Linked DNA regions of Athene noctua: region 2 is linked to region 1. The links are chromatin contacts, called in public Hi-C maps. All regions are on one chromosome and are shown on one strand. Each heading gives the region's core, a stretch centred on a gene start, on an enhancer-like site or on the middle of the called end of the contact. The rest is flanking DNA. Distances are from core to core; before and after follow the strand shown.

Evidence for each region. A called contact is a pair of places that touch in the nucleus more often than the background predicts.
Region 2: a contact with region 1 is called in a Hi-C map of heart, with 3 times the contacts expected there. The contact joins the promoter of LPAR5 here to the promoter of PTMS in region 1. A contact is called at or near these places in 2 of 2 Hi-C or Micro-C datasets (heart and liver).

The regions. Positions count from the first base shown.
Region 1 is chr1:131,779,422-131,782,515 of bAthNoc1.hap1.1, forward strand. It overlaps PTMS (parathymosin), which reads right to left and starts at 1,674. Exons shown (of 5, transcript XM_074896074.1): 1 at 1,221-1,674; 2 at 428-499. The coding sequence starts at 1,268.
Region 2 is chr1:131,937,910-131,941,003 of bAthNoc1.hap1.1, forward strand. It overlaps LPAR5 (lysophosphatidic acid receptor 5), which reads left to right and starts at 1,546. Exons shown (of 1, transcript XM_074927563.1): 1 at 1,546-2,658. The coding sequence starts at 1,546. The coding sequence ends at 2,658.

The DNA of each region.
Region 1 (3,094 bases), core at 424-2,923:
ATGCTCCTAGTTACCCTTGCTTCTAGATCCCTTCTGACCTTCATCAATCTGTGCGTTTCATCACTGTTCCTCCCCCCACCTTTTTCAACTTACACTCCTTATGCACCTCAGGACACTTCAGTGGGCACAGGAGCAGGTCTCCTGTGCCATCTTAACTCCTACTTGCTCTTGTCTCCATTCCTTTCTTTCAACTTTTATCTTCTTGCTGGGCCACTCCGACTACGCCAAGTCCTTCAAGGCTCATTCTCCATAATTATCCTGTAGCTTGCTCTCCATTTGCCCCTCTCCCTTATGATCTCCTTTGGCCTGCCCTCTTTCTTAATCTCCCATATTGTCTTCATATTCATTACCCACAGCGAGCCAGGCTAACCGCCTCTTAAAAAAACCTCCCCGACGCCACTAAATCTGTCTGTCAGAAGGGCCTCACCTCTACAATCTCCTTCTTCTTTTCTTTGTGGACCACTTTCTCCTCCAGTTTTTCCTTCTTTTCTTTCATTTCCTATACGAGAGATGAAAAAAAACCCAAACATTCCAGTGGTCAGTGGCGAGAAAATAAAAAGATGGGGATGCTTAAACAAAGAGGGTTTTAGAGGAAACGGAGAATAACGGTGTGGAGAGAAAATATATTAGGCATTAAATCAGCCCGCCCTGACAAAGAAAAAGCAGCGAAAACGCGTCAAAGCTACTTTCAGATCACACACACATGCGGAAACCAGAAATACGGAAGAGTTTAATGGTTTGGTTTTTATGGTGTTTTCTCTCTAAAAAAAAAAAAAAAAAGAAACCCTGTCCGTAGGATCGAGGCGTTTCCGGCCTTCGCCTGCCCTCCCCTTCCCCGCGGGCCCGCGCTTTGTGTCCACACAACTTTTCTGCCCCCCCCCCCCCCCGCCCCGCTGCCGTTAAACCATTTCCTTAACGGCGCCGCCGTCGCCTCCCGCCCGGAGGGGAGACCCGACGGCACGAACCCCCCCCCGCCGCGAGACCAGCGCGCGCGCCGCCCGGCCAATGGGGGGGCGGGGGCGGGGCGGGGGGCGCGAGGGCCCTCGCGCCCCCCGCCCCGCCCCCGCCCCCCCATTGGCCGGGCGGCGCGAGGGCCCCGCGCGCGCCCCCCGCCGTGCGGGCCCCGGTGTGAGCGAACGGGGCCGGCGCCTCCCCCCCCGCCCTCGATTCCCCCCTCCGGCCGGGAGCGGGCCCGGTGGTGAGGGGGAGCGGTGTCTCACCTTAGCGCTCAGCTCCGCCGGCGCCTCCTCGACGCGTTTTTCCGACATTCCGGCTCGGGTAGCGAAGGGAAGAGGCCGGTGGGAGCCGTGTGAAGGAGCCTCGCGGGGAGAGGAGGAGGAGGATAGGGGCGGGGAAGGGGGTCAGCGGCGGGAGCGCAAAGTCCCAGCGATGCGGGGGCGGCGAGTTCCCGGCCCGGGGACTAAAGTACCAGGGTCTCCCGCGGTGGGGGGATACGCCGAGGAAAGGGGATTTATACAGTGCCCGGTGACGAGGGAAGGAGGGACCTGGGGAGGGAGGGGAGAGGGACGGGAGGCGGAGGAGGGAGGGAGGGGAGAGGGACGGGCCGCGCGGCTGGGAGCGCGGCCGCCAGAACAATGTGCGCTCAGCAAGGACCGGCGGTCGCCCGGCAGCGGGGGCGCAACCGCAGCCCCCTCCCCCCCCCCAAGGCACCGCCTCTTCTCCTCCGGAGCCGCCCAGCCCGTCGAGGCCAGGCGGGGGCGCGAAGCACGAAAGCCCCGCTCCGCTCGTCCCGCCGAGCTGCTGGGGGCTGCGACACACTAGGGGGAAGCCGAACCCTCTGCCCGCCGGACCGGGGCGTGGGGAGGGGGGAAGCGGCCGGTCCTTTTGGCCGCCCCTCCAGGAGGACCCGGGGATGGGCGAGGAGCGGGGCCGTGGGGGAGGGGAGGACTGGTGACGGCCGGGCTCACGCGGCCTCCTGCCTGGAATTTTCCACTCCAGCTGCCCGCCCGTCTTCCCTCTCTCCCTCCCGCTGGAAGCGCTCCCAGCCGCCCGGCTCCTCCTTCCCGCCCCTCCCCTCCGCTGGGCCCCTGCGCGGGAACCTGCCGGGTGGGGGCGGGGCGGCAGCCAGGCTACTTTTCCCGCGCTGTCCGCGGCGGAGGGAGGGGGCGTGGCCCGGCTCGCGCGCGCCAGCCCGGCAGTTGGGTGGGGGGAGGGGGGAGATTAGCGACCGCATCCCTATTCCCCATATAAGGAGGGACCAAGGAGTGGGTGCCCGATTGGGCCATTCAAATGAGCCGTCTGCCTGACAACAGGCTTCCCATTGGCTGCCGGGGGCAGGCTGGCGGTTGGGGTACGGGTGCTGCAGCGAGGGGGGCGGGGCCGCTTGGCACGTGGGGCGGTGGGACGGTGCGCGAGGGACGGGGGGCGGCGGGGCCGCTCCTGCACCCGCTGCGGGGCTCGGGGCTCCAGCCCGGGGCCGGCCCGCTCTGCTGAGGGCGCTCCAGCTGCCCTCCCCGGGCGCGGACTGTCAGGAGAGGGGCCCGGGCCTGTTTTGAAGCAGCGCGGGCGTTGTGTGACTCTTAAACCGGGGGGGGGAGCCCCTCGGTGACCGAAGCGCCGCGAGCTACCCACGGTACCGCGGTGGGTGTTAGGGCCGCCCCGGGAGCTCCCCGCCCCCGGTGCCCCGCTGCCGCTGTCGGCCAGGGGCACCTCCCAGCTGCCAGCCCGGCCTCCCGCCCCGGCGGCGAGGCAAGGCGGGGCGAGCGGCGGCTCGACCGCGCGGCACGCAACGCTGTGCAACTCTGCCCCCTGCTGTCTGCCGCAGCGCCGGGCACGCAGGCCGGGGAAAGCAGGCCCGTTCCTGGTCTCCCCGCGGGCAGGGGGTGGCCCGCTGGGGACGATCGCCACCCAGCTCTGAGTCTCATTTCCAGCAAAAGTCCCTTCTGCAGAATGGCAGGTTGTGTCTTGCAGTTGCGAGGATTTGATGCTAACTAAACACATGTTCCTGATGCTTCAGACCGTCGTTTAATAGCTTGAGCAAACCAGGATGACTAAATCGGCTTTACTTTCCCCAGAAGATTGATGTTGCCCCACTCTTAGTCACAGGCACACAAAAAAAAATTGCATACACTTG
Region 2 (3,094 bases), core at 296-2,795, 160 kb after region 1:
TTAGGATCACAGAATAATTAAGGAAGTATCTAGCCCAACCTTCTACTCAAAGTGGGTCAGCTATCAGATCAGATCAGGCTACGCTGTACTTCATAGAGTCTGGTCGTGAAAACCTCCAAGGATGGAAACTCCACAACCTCTTGGGGAAATCTGTTGCAATGCCTGACTGTCGTCACAAAACATTTTTCCTACAGCCAGTCTGAATATGTATTGCTTCAATTTATACCCCCTGCCATGCCTCACTGTGAACAGCTAACTCTGTCCTCTTCCAGTAACCACTTTGCAGGTATGGGGGGGCTGCTATTATATCCCGTGAAGCCTTCTCTTCTCCAGCTGAACAAGCCCTGTTTTCTCAGCATCTCCTCAGGGGGAAAGTGCTCCAGCCCCCAGACCTTTCTGGTGGTCCTCCACTGGCCTCACTCCAGTTGATCAATGTTTGGCAAGGCAATGCTACTGTTAGTATCTAGAGTGGTTACCAGCCTCACACCACTTCGGAGTCACAGGTATGGGTGTCCACATGAATCTCATGGCCCTTCCTGCTTTACTGTGTGCTCCCTTACCTGGCTGTGCTGCTCTGTGTTTGTGGGACATGGGCTGTTTCATGCTTTATGGTGTTGTAAGCAAGAAAATGATCTGAGGACATCCAATCCAAATGAGCTGTATGAATGTAAGCAACATAAGGAACTCCATCTAGCTGGGACTCAGGTGTGTGTGCGTTGTTTCACCTAGGAAAAGGTGCTAGGGTGGAGCAAGTCTAACTGTAGTGTAATTCTTTTTATCTGCAATGGATGTACAAAGTCCTACTTCTCTGATATAAAACAATCTATGCAGTTTTTATTTTAAGTTCCTTCCAGTCAGCATTTTTCCCTCAAAATGCTTGCTCTCTTCTTTTTCTCACTCTTTTTTCTGGAGTTGCCTTGACTACTTTCCCTGTGTGCTCTTGTGCTGTCCCTTTCTTGTATACATGTGTTCCAAGCAGTGATCAAAACAACATGCTTTTTCTGGTGCTGAGCAATAAATGATTCTGTACTACAATTACCTTCCCTGTGCTCTGGCTTCTTCTGACATATAATTACTCACTTTTCTACTGTCCCCTTTTCTTAATCTTTGGTTTTGTGAGTTCTTGCAGCACAATCCATCATGGTGGGATTTTGAGGCTTTCAAGAGATTTCCCCCTCTAACTTAAGCTCTCCTTTCTTGGTCTTCCACTTTAAACAGGAACTGTGCTGGCATTCAACAACTGGCAATGACCCTCCATCACATCAGCATCACCATAACCACTGGAAAGAATTGCTGAACTAGAGGCAGAAGCTAACTGCATCTGACTATGTTACCATCCCTGCCAGATGACTACTGACCAGCATTCCAAAGCAGCATCAGTAACGAGAGAGGTGTGTCCATCTACCTCCCGACTGCAGATGAGGGGAATAACCTGCCTGTCGCTTCCTAGAGGGGAATGACCTCTCAGTGCTTTTCTTTGTGCCTCCTTAGCCCACCAGCAGGCTCAGCCATCTCAGCAAGACTCTCCACGGATACCTGCTGGGCATGTCAGCTTCCAATGAATCTCAGACATGCAAGGATTACAGCTTCAACCACCACCTCCTCCTGCCTGGCTACATCCTGGTATTCATTACAGGTTTGATGCTAAATGTGATGGCCCTATGGATATTCATCCGCTACCTGCGCCTGAAGTCTGTGGTGATGATCTACATGTTCAACCTGGCCATGAGTGACCTCACCTTCACACTGCCTCTGCCTTTGCGACTCTACTACTATTCCAACCACCACTGGCCCTTTGGTAACACCCTGTGCCAGGTCTCTGGCTCTGTCTTCCAGATCAACATGTATGGTAGCTGCCTCTTCCTCATGTGCATCAACCTGGATCGCTATGTTGCCATTGTCCACCCACTTCGCTGGCGGCATCTGCGGCGGCCCAAGGTGGCCAAGCTCCTTTGCCTGGTCGTCTGGGTTGTGATCTTCATGGGCTCCATCCCCACAGCCATAGTCCACAAGCAAAACCACTGTGAGGTACAGAACCAGACCGTTTATCTGTGCTTTGAAAGCTTTAGCGACAACATGTGGCAGAATAACCTCTTCCCCCTAGTTGTCCTGGCTGAAATCTTGGGTTTTCTCCTGCCTCTCAGCTGTGTGACATACTGCTCAATCCGGATCTTTCAGGAGCTCTGCCAGGACAGCCAGCCAAAGACCCTGCGACAGCAGAAGACCGTCCGTCTCCTCTTGGCCAATCTGGTCATCTTCATCATCTGCTTTGTGCCCTACAATACTACCCTGGCTGTTTATGGGTTGATAAAGGCCCGGGTGATGAAGGTTGAGCAAGAAACACAGGTCTCTGTGCGCCAAGTGTTAATTTTGACAATGCTGTTGGCCAGCATGAACTGCACGCTAGATCCCTTGATCTACTACTTTAGTACTGAGGGTTTCCGTAACACCTTTAAGAAACTGCGGCGGGGACAAACCTGGGACTCAGATACAGGGATGCTTAAGAATCAGGTTGTGGAGAATAAGTCCGTCCGAAACCACACTGTCTCAAAAGTAAACCAGTTCCCAGCTGAAAACCTTATCCATCCCAATGAATCTGTGCGACCACTTCCTACTGCAATATTTTTGAATGGCCCTATTGAGGACTCGGAAATATAACCACACCATTGCTGAGTTGCAGAGCCACCCATTCAATGATTGCAGCAAGACTGTGGGAAACAGTTCAGGGTAACTTAGCAAACTGTTTGAGAGAGCCCAGCAGACTGTATGTGGGTGAACGTGATGATACAGTGCTGAAGGATGAAAGGTTGTTTTGAATAAACAGAGATATCTTGGTGACATGGTCCCTCCTGACTCTTTTGGTACAGGAAGCAGTGGCAAACAAGGATGTGAAACAAACCTAGTGTGTCCAGGTCTGGTCAGCAGAGATTCCCATAGCAAGTCCATCCTGCCTGGACACCTTCTGTCTGCACTGTAGCGTGGAGCAGTTCTGGGGATAATTGAGCACAGATACGGTACTCACTGCTGACAGGGTGAATTTAGTAGTGATGACTGAGGGAAATTTTGTTGGTTTTTTAACTAGATGCTTCAGTTT